Regions from separate parts of the Danio rerio genome. Here region 1 is linked to region 2. The links are chromatin contacts, called in public HiChIP or PLAC-seq maps. All regions are on one chromosome and are shown on one strand. The core of a region is the stretch at or near the end of the contact, and the rest is flanking DNA. Distances in the headings are between cores, read along the strand shown. Region 1 holds the start of kansl1l (KAT8 regulatory NSL complex subunit 1-like). Region 2 holds the start of znf148 (zinc finger protein 148).

Region 1 (5,282 bases), core at 527-3,026, 110 kb before region 2:
TCATGATTTCTGGGGTATTTTATTTACTTCAAAACACCTGCAATCAGTTCATGAGATTGGCCAGATTAGCGAGTATAGACATAAAATAGAGTCATAAAATGTGATTATCAGCCAATACCAATCTTCAGCCAATCGATTGGAGCATCCCCAATATTTTTAAAAAGTAATTTTGTGATAGGAAGGCTGAATTTTTAAAGAAAGTTTAAGAGTAAACAGTCAGCAAAATAATAACTTTTAATTTTAAAAAAATAAAATGGTAAAATACCAAATAATTTATACTATCCACTTTTATGGTGTTTTGTAATCATTTATAATGCTAAACATTCATTAACTGTTGTGTGAAGAATAAAAGGTCTCTGATTTAGTTGTAATTTCTTCCACGTGTCAAACATAAATTAGCAAGAGCATCACTTTTCGTTAGAAAGCCTATTTAACATCGCATGGTACTCACTTTGGGAGGTCTGAGGTCGCGTTTGTGTCTTCATGGTCCCCCTCCTCATCTGAGCTGCTAGCTGTGGCATCTGAGTCCAGAGACTCCAGCAGTCCTTGCAGAACAGCATGACCACTGTGAGCTACATTCTGCACATCTCTAAGTTTCAGAGGTTGCTTATGTGTTTGAGTGAACTGGAAGTTTCTTCTGAGAGCCTGATCTATCTTTGCAGTCTCAAAAAGAGGGTCTGATGTCATTGAGAATTTGGGGGAGCAGCGTGCTTCAAGAAGTTTCTTCTTCAAACCATCCAGTTGTTGGCTGTAGTGCCTAGAAGCATGTTCACCAAGCACTGCCAACACCCTCTGTTGTAAACGACCGGCTCGATTCGCCAATGAAACATGCTGGGAGAGATGCCACAATGACTGAATCATCAACCCTTCCTCCATTTCCCCCATAGCACCAACCCGTGTATGGTTTAAAGCATTGTTCTTCCTACATTGTGATTGCTCTGAGGAAAGTGGTTTAGTGCTAACTGGCCAATGTTTTGATGAACAACCATGCCTTTGAGTGCTAGTAGGTTCTACATAATCTTGTCCATTGTCTTGAAGAATGGGCATGAAACACATCTGTGGAGCACCTGCTGGAGAACCCGGTGAGTTCTTGTTTAAAGAGAGGAGGCTGAGCAGTGGTTCTGGGCTTGACAGCAGAAAACCTTTGGGATGCGAGTCCTGAAACAAAGGCGAGAGCTGAGGAGAACCTTTAGATGCCAGGAGGTCCAGGTGAACCAATGAAGGAGAGTGCTGCCACATCTTCTGCGCAAAGCTATTCTCCACATCCACACTGCCCGTACTCTCACTACTTTTAAGTGACTCAAAGCAGTGGATGAAATCAATGAAGGTTTTGATCTGATGACTGAATGAGAGCAGGAGTAATTCCCCTTTTCCTGTCCTGGGACTGTTGATGAATCTTATAACATCATCCGAAACTGTTTAATTGATCATTCTGGTCGGCTAAAAGACATCGTCTGTTACAACAGATAATTATGGTAGCCTTTACAACAAAATAGAGAATAACGGCAAATATTTAAACGGTTAAACTAACGCTTCACTTTTCGCGATTAGCGCAGTATGAAAATAACGGAAAGATTGGAATAACGGAAAGCTCACCTTTTAACAGTCCCATATTCCTGCAACTAACAGACAGACCACATATAGACGATCATCCATGAATGATCCATAAAAGTACTCCTCAATAATTATTTTGAGATCGGAAATAGACTAATCCAGTCCGATATGCTCCTTCACACAGCTGAACAACCGCCACTGTAGCGCAGAGAAAGAGAGAGCGAGAGAAAGAGGGAGCGTGTGTGTGTGTGTGTGTGCGTTTATGTACATCGTTGGTTACTTTTTATTGAGCGCATAAATATGAAAACTATTGAGTTTTTTATTAACTCATCTAACTTTATTTGGATCTGTAGATAGGTATTTCACAATGATAGTTATCGACCTTTATTTGTGTGCGGCAATGAAAACAACTGAGATCGTCTTGACATGCAGGATATGTGTGGCATATTTGTGCTCATTTAAGCTATTGGTGAGAAAATCCTTATTACATGTGCTGATGATAAACACAATTGAGTTGAAGATTGTTTTCGTGATCTTAAAACAAAAGAGCTCAGAATTCCACCACAGCCACAGCTACATCACATTTTTCGACCAGTTTGGTCAAAGGAGCAGGATTTCTGAAAATCTGCTCTTATGTTTGTTTTTTCTTTCTAACTGAGAGCGTGTCTAGGCTTGAAACGCAGAGCTTGTTGAACGCTTCAGCTGTTCTGTGCTCTGAGCAGAGATTGTAATATGCATTCAGTCCACCAGGTGGTATGAGGTGCCGTGTAGGATTTAAATCAAACTTTGCTTACCAACACATACATAAAACACGTGTATATACACCTATAAATTACTCGCATATACACCTATACCACTGGAAGTTCAAAACAACATGGATGAAACTTGTGTATATACATATAAACTTGACGCATGAATACACCCACATACACACGCGCATAAATATAAACTCGATCCTCACATTAACACTCACATTAACACACTTGCATGTACATATAAACTTGATCTATGCATATACACCCATAAACCCTCACATAAGAATATAAACTTGATGTGTGCATAAACACCCAAATGACACTTGTGCAAACATACAAAATAAAATTCTCAAACATACAGTTAGTTGTGTATCTACATATATGCAAGTGATTTCATATGTGTGTATGCATGAATTATCACAGTAAAAGGAAGTTATTTCACTTTAAAAGGAAGTAGTTTAATTTCAACGTAAAAGTCCTTTGAGTGTTATGAACAAGATTATTATTTGTCATGAATCAGGTTATTGCAAACCTTAAGAAACAGAAATAATGTGATTAACAGAGGAATTACATATGTTGAATTATGAAAATAGATTATGCTAATTCTAAAAAAATAAATAAAAAGATAATGCTAAGGAATGCTCCTGCAAAATTAAAGGTTTATTATGCAATTAAATTATTGAAAATGTTATTATGGTTTAATAAATATAAGGTTGCTTAAGTAATCATTTTGAATAGAATATGTTTGTCTAATATTAGTTGATACACACTTATGTCCAGTAGGGGGCAGGAATGCACTTAAGTGGGTTTTCCTGTCACCAATAAACAGGCTAATGCACCAAAATGCTGGATGCCAGCTGCTGTAAAAATATTAGTAGGCTAGTTATTAAACACAAAAGGAGTGTCCAGATAATACATATAGCTTTTCCGTGGGGGTTAACTTGACCAACATGATGAGCAGAGACTTTTAATCAGCGGGGTTTTTTTTTTTTTTTTTTTTTTTTTTTTATATGCTGAATAATTAACAATCAAAATGATACCAAAATCTTGCAATTTTGACACCCACATTGTAAAAACATATAAAAAGCAGAATATTTATAAAAATGTAAAAAACAAAACAAGAAGACTATAGGCTACATTAACATTTGCAATAGAAAAGAGGAGTTTAGTTTGAGTATACATTTATATTTATAATTCTGGTGGCTTTTTGAACGTCCTTTAAGGGTTCTATCTGTCCATTTATATTTGTGTATGTAATTACCCAATTAAATGAAAAGGTTTTAAATAAAAATATTTCTTATTTTGAATAGTCTATTTATATAGACTAATATTTTATATAACATATGTTCATAATTTAACATATTTAATCCCTCTATTAATCACATTATTTCTATTTCATAAGCTTTGCAATAACCAGATTTGTGATAAACGTTTGTGAATTTTATTTATTTATTTTTTTGTATGTTTGCACAAGTGTAATTTTGGGTGTTTATACACGCATTGAGTTTAGGCATTGGGGCTACACAGCAAATTCATCAGAGTTAAATTCTCGGTGTTGAAGCATTTCAGAGTAAAGTGTTGACGTTAAAGAGTTAGATTTTGATAAATGAATATAATAAGAGTTAGAATTGATTTTATTCAGTGCGAAATCAAGGAGTTATCTTTTCAACACTTGGTGGTGTTATTTCCAACATCCGGGAATTCATGCAGCCCCAGTCACTGAAGAATTTTCCAGACGCCATTTTCCATCTGAGGTTTAGAACAGCAACTGGTGAGTCAAACTACCTAAATGTTGGTATTTTACTGACTTTCTTTAAGGAAATACAGTTGTAAACATATTGTTAAATTAATAACTTTATAATGGAGTGACAATTTTAAACTTCTGCGGTTCATTCATGGTCGTTTGTGTATTTAGCTTAACTGCATTACTATTGACTTCTTTTCAAGAATGTTTTTATATATGCTCACGCATACATAGTGCATAAAGACATCAAATGTACATGTTCAACACATTTCTGTCACGCTTAATGCTATTTTGTGCGTTGTTACCCATCTGCAAAATAAAATCGACACTTCTCCTTTAATTCCAAGCAAACTAGCGAGGGAATCCCCGGAGCGCCTAGCCTACTCTGCCCGGATGCTAACGGCAACACAGGACGGTTTCCATGAGCTCTGGAGTTTCTAAAACATATCTGTGAGTAAATGAACATGCTTACTTGTAAAAGGCTTCCTGACTGAAACATATGATTGTTTGTTATTCGTGTAAGTTAATTTGGTTATTTTAAACACCGCAGCCCTTTTAAACTGGTTCATTCGTGGCCGTCCATATACCGTTAGTCCATAGACTCGTGTGATAACGTAACAGTTACGCTTGAATTATATTAAGTGTTGACAACCATTAAAGTCGGAATGTTAACATTAATGTCTTTAAATGACCGCGTTTGCACTTTATCAGACATTTGACGTTACAGAAGTCTCCCGGAAGTTGCGGGACTAACGTTAACGTTATCCCCCAAATGCACAGAGACTCCCAGATGCCCAAGTAAATGCCCGCAAATGAATGATAATCTCCTGGAAATCGCGCGTCTCCCGCCCGGTCATTAAACACTTTGCACACCCCTCTCCACCGCATCCCTCCCAGCTCTTTAGGTACGTCGCGCGCAAGTCACCCCCACCGCTTTTTAGGTACGTCGCGCGCAACTCATCTCATTGCTCTTCAGGTACTCATCTCTCCCGCTAACGTTACCTCCCGCAAATCAACTCTGTATCCCCCGAAAATGACTTTTCCCAACTCGGGATGTCTGACGTTAGTAAGTTAGGCTATTTCTGTAGTCAGGAACATCTTAGTCAAGCTTTTTCTCCCACATGATATTGTGCTTAAAACTATAAGTTAGGCTAAACTTAGCATTTACTGTACACAACATTTCCGTTTTATTAAAGACAATTTAGTGCGTTGTAAACAGCCACCTGTCT
Region 2 (5,056 bases), core at 2,408-4,907:
GTAAAAACAACGATGGATGTTTAATACCTGTATTTTAATTATTTGTTTATATAGCATGGATTATGATATACTAAATTAAGAGAGTAAATCTTTGTCATGGACCATTTTTCTAAAAATAAACTTGAAAAGTTGTAGGTAGCGTCCTGAAGTCAGTGTAGTCCGTTTATAGCCTAATGTTAGCTTTTTAGTTCTTGCATTTGCATTTAGGATCCAAAAGTGATAAAAGTTATTGCGTGTGAGGATTATCCAGTTAGACAAAACGTGTAAGTGTAATGAACTGTGTTTGAACAGAGCTTTTTATTTGCAATTTTCAAAAAGTCTATGGGAAAATCCTATAGAGATTTTATCAAGGGAACAAGTTTTATGCTAGCAGCCGATTTGCCTACAAGGTGACGTCATAGTTCCTCCACTCTATACTGGTCTAGCTTGTCTTTTTATGCACAAAATAAAGCAAAAAATAATTTTCAGCACCTGCTAGGCAAAAGAGAAGAAATGACAAAAAACCTAATCTGACTTGAAATGTCTTGAACAGTCATTGTCAGAATTGCCACTGGAGCATAATGCAATTTAATAAAGAAGCGTTCTTGCCATTTTATGTCAGATTTGTGCCTTAAGCCTCATTACAAATGAGCTGACACAAATTGGTTTGTAATATAGAATTTCTAACTGATTAAACGGGGCTTATAAGACAATTAATATTCAGAGAATATTATCAATCTAACACTGCTGGATGAGGACACAATGAATTGAATTAACTTGAACAAGGATACTATTGTCTTCTGTAGAGCTGAAATTGCGCTTGTTTCATAATTGATGAGCTTTGCATCATAGACAGTTATTTTCCTGTTTATTACTGTGAAGCAGCTTTTATACAACATGTGATGTATAAAGCGTTACATGGATAAATATGGCTTGATTTAACACTAACCATCAAACAAAAAGCAATATCATACGCTTGAAGAGAGAGCTCAATCAGAAAAGTACATTTGAAGAGTTTAGATGCAAAAATACCAAATTACCACAACTCCTGTGTGAGGACTGTAATTTTACTTTTATAGTGATGAAGTAGTTCTTCTAATTGTCTTTAAAGTGAAATAACTGAACATAAATATAGGACGCTGAGAGAAATGCTCAATTTAGGAGGACATTTTAGATGCAATTTAGAGATTTTGTATCTGAACTCTTCACTTGCTGTTACAAGTTGTTCTGTAGGTGATTTTGTTCTCCGTAAAACCTGATGATTTATCTTAAACCGTGGTCATTGATGATTTATAAAATGCAAGTCAATGGCTACTAGGGCTGCATGATAATGGAATAATCTAACATTGCAATATTTTTTTTTATTCTGCGATATAAATTGCGAAATTAATAAAATTTGACTTGAAAAACTACTTGAAAACAATTGCCTATTTTTGACTGATCGGAATGATTCTGTATAGGAGTGCAAACAATATAAACAATCTACAGGTACAAATTAAAAAAACAAAGATACAAATTAAAATATATTTTTAGATGTGTTTGTTTAATAAAGTGTTTTGTTTTCTATGGAGTTGAACTGGTATACAGTAATTAAATAATCAAATGTATAATAACATTGTATAATCTTTTTATAAACAATTCAATTTCAATAAAATTAATCATTGCTATTTGCTAGTTTGTCAAAGGTACAAAAGGTAGTTTCTTAAGCCTGAATGCTTTTAAAACCCTCATTCACACTGAGAGTCACACTGACAGGCCTCAAAACACTTATTTATATCCATTGAATATAATAATCCACCAAACGCATATATATATATTCTATCCATTATTAAAATCCAGACTCCTGGTAATTATTTTCCATATGGAATGATAACAATATCGTTATTTATCGTTCTTTTATAGCGATAACAATATTTTGTACGGCTGGGTGATTTGGCCTAAAATCTAAATCTCGATTAATTGAACATTTTAATTTGAATAATAATGAACGATTATTTCATCTATTTTAAGTTTTTGCCATCATAGTTTACAAGTTACATATAGTGACAGGTTTTGTACAGTAATGTATAGTTGTAACAGTTGTGAAGTGTAGTTAAAGTTTTTTTGAGAGGTGCGGGTGTATGTAAAGGCTGTGCTGGATCATATTGCATGCGTTTGGCAGAAGCATAATATCATAATATTATAATAATTATGTATAATAATATAATAATAAGTATAAATCAGCTCACCTTAACAGAATGGGGTCATGGTGACTCCACACACGGGCCGCTAGGGAAAGTATATGAAAAAATTGACCTGGCAAAATTAGAGTTCTGAATTATAGTTTCTGAATGTCGATTTCGATTGCTTTTCGATTAATCGCCCAGCCCTAATATTTCGCTACTAGTTGTTAATGCTTCCATATTTAAAAGAGTACACAAACAATTACTGAAGCCACAAAAAATAAAGGGTCCATTTAAAGGAAACACTTTCAGCCGATAAAGTTTTGGTGGCTGTAAAAACTTGGTACATATTCGGTACAATATCAACACACTTTTAAATTCCTATTGTTGCACATTTCTGCTGTGTGATTGGCTCTTAGATCAATTTATAGTAAAAAAAAAAAAAGTCCAGAGCTTATGATTGTTATTGGCAGAAGTTGTATCGTGATTCAATATAATAACGTTTATCAGCCTGGCCCTACCTACAGTACATTTCCGATGGCTGAAAGGTGAATAAATAAACAGCTAAAATTTATTTTTGGGTAGCTTAACCAAATAAAGATTTTTCAGCTATATTTCCCAATGTTATTGACCTCATATTGTGCATCCATTTTTTTTAAACATGCCTGATCATGATGAATTATTAAGCCAGGATACAAATGAACATTGTAAAACATCTTTACACATAATTATTTGCTTATTCCACAGGCCAATAGGAGCATATTACGGCATGCATATGGTAACTCTTTGCCTCTAACCAGATGAGACAGTGACTACATATACAAGACATTTGTTTTCATATTGAGTAGCTAAGCCAAATCTGACCTTAATAAAGCAAAAACTATATATTAGGTATCGTTTAGATGAAAAAAGAACTACACTAAACAAACACTTCAATTTGGTCAGACTTTGAAATTGTCAGGTAATACACAATATGACAAGTCAATCATTAATCTATACTTATGGCGACCCACAAAATAACCGCATATTTGAGTGTAAGCTTTACTCATGCAAGACTTGATAATAATACAGAAGTCTACGAACTACAAAATGAACTGAAAGTACCGGACTGTGTTTACAACAACACTCCTTCACAACACTAGCTGCCTGTTGCCGCTGTCACAGATCTAGCTGCTCGTTTCATTTGACGTAAGCTTAACGACACTAACGTATTTTAATAACAGCCTCGACGGATTTTAACATGTTAACGCAGAGTTTCAAATCGGCCCGATCTCCATCTCTAATATGCTGCCATTTCATCGCGCGCACAGAGGTCGGACTGCAGACATTTTGACGGCGGTTTGTCCCACAGTGCCCCGCGGATGAAAAGTATACGTACCGCATGTGTCGTCAGTGCGACGCTGGCTGCGGGTTCGAGCCGCTCATGACGTGTTTGTCAAACTTTACTGTGGTGCTGCGGCTAGCATACGAGGCTAGCGAGCTACATTCCATCTGCAGCTGCGCAGTGATGCATTCTGGGATCGCAGCGGACCCGCTCAAACGAGACTCAAGTGGCTGGTGGAGTTTGCTTGTTTTTAAGTATATTTTAAGCATTTTGTAGCGTTAATAATTTACAAGGTATATTCTGTCAACATTATTCGATGCATTAGCTAACATGAACTGTTGCAGAATTTATTCTTAGTTACCATGTTTAAACTTAACTGAAACCCTTGATCTTAATACATATATGAGCAATTCCAGCGTTATGGATGTGACATTTGCTGTAAAAACTCAAAACATAAATTCACATGGAAAGTATGTTAACATTATATTGAAACATCCCTTTATATTTTCCAAAACAACTAATCAGAGTTAATGGATCAGAAAAATCAATCTGTAAACATGTTTTTTTATTTTAAATAAGGAAAAAAAACATGCATTATGGATGTGACCAAAAAAAAAAGTCTGTGAGTTTACAGTATACAACACTTTGTAGAAATTCCGTGAATTAAACTGCACAACCCAAAAGAAACAATGCTAATCGAAAGGATAAGAGTCAGCTCTCTATAAAACAAACATGATTGATTTTATTTTATTTGACAATTTTGCATTTAAGAAGGAAAAGCTTCATTATGGATGTGACGGGTGTAAAAAAATTTTCTTGTGTGACTTTTTTCTCTCTCTCTCTCTCTCTCTCTCTCTCTCTCTCTCTCTCTCTATATATATATATATATATATATATATATATATATATATATATATAGTTGAAGTCAGAACTATTAGCCCCCCTGAATTATTAGCGCTCCTGTTTATTTTTTCCCCCAATTTCTGTTTAATGGAGGGAAGATTGTTTCTGCACATTTCTAATCATAATAGTTTTAAAAAAACGTATTTCTAATAGCAGATTAATTTTCTCTTTGTCATGATGACAGTACATAATATTTTACTTGATATTTTTCAAGACACTTCTATACAGCTTAAAGTGACATTTAAATGCTTAACTAGGTTAATTAACTAGTCAGGTTAGGGTAATTAGGCAAGTTATTGTATAACAGTTGTTTGTTCTGTAGATTATCGAAAAAAATGAGCTTAAACGGGGTTAAAAAATTTTCTCCCAAAAATGGTTTTTAAAAATTAATAACTGCTTTTATTGTAGCTGAATTAAAACAAATAAGACTTTCTCCAGAAGAAAAAAAATTATCAGACATACTGTGAACATTTCATTGCTCTGTTAAACATCATTTGGGAAATATTTAAAAAAAAGAAAATAAAAATCAAAAGGGGGCTAATAATTCTGACTTCAACTGTATATGAATTTATGAATATATATATATATATATATATATATATATATATATATATATATATATATATATAGAGAGAGAGAGAGAGAGAGAGAGAGAGAGATATGAATTTATTTTATGTATATATATATA

The links. HiChIP or PLAC-seq counts read pairs in DNA pulled down with a chosen protein or histone mark.
Region 1: an H3K4me3 HiChIP or PLAC-seq map of gastrula embryo shows a contact between it and region 2, with 3 times the contacts expected there. The contact joins the promoter of kansl1l here to the promoter of znf148 in region 2. A contact is called at or near these places in 2 of 4 datasets of contacts at active chromatin or transcription factors (embryo and gastrula embryo).

What each region holds. Positions count from the first base shown.
Region 1 is chr9:40,446,511-40,451,792 of GRCz12tu, reverse strand. kansl1l (KAT8 regulatory NSL complex subunit 1-like) reads right to left here and starts at 1,776. Exons shown (of 15, transcript XM_684784.10): 1 at 452-1,776. The coding sequence starts at 1,239. LOC137496493 (a long non-coding RNA gene) reads left to right here and starts at 4,034. Exons shown (of 6, transcript XR_011016896.2): 1 at 4,034-4,080; 2 at 4,401-4,503.
Region 2 is chr9:40,336,325-40,341,380 of GRCz12tu, reverse strand. It overlaps znf148 (zinc finger protein 148), which reads right to left and starts at 3,657. Exons shown (of 7, transcript NM_001080180.2): 1 at 3,520-3,657.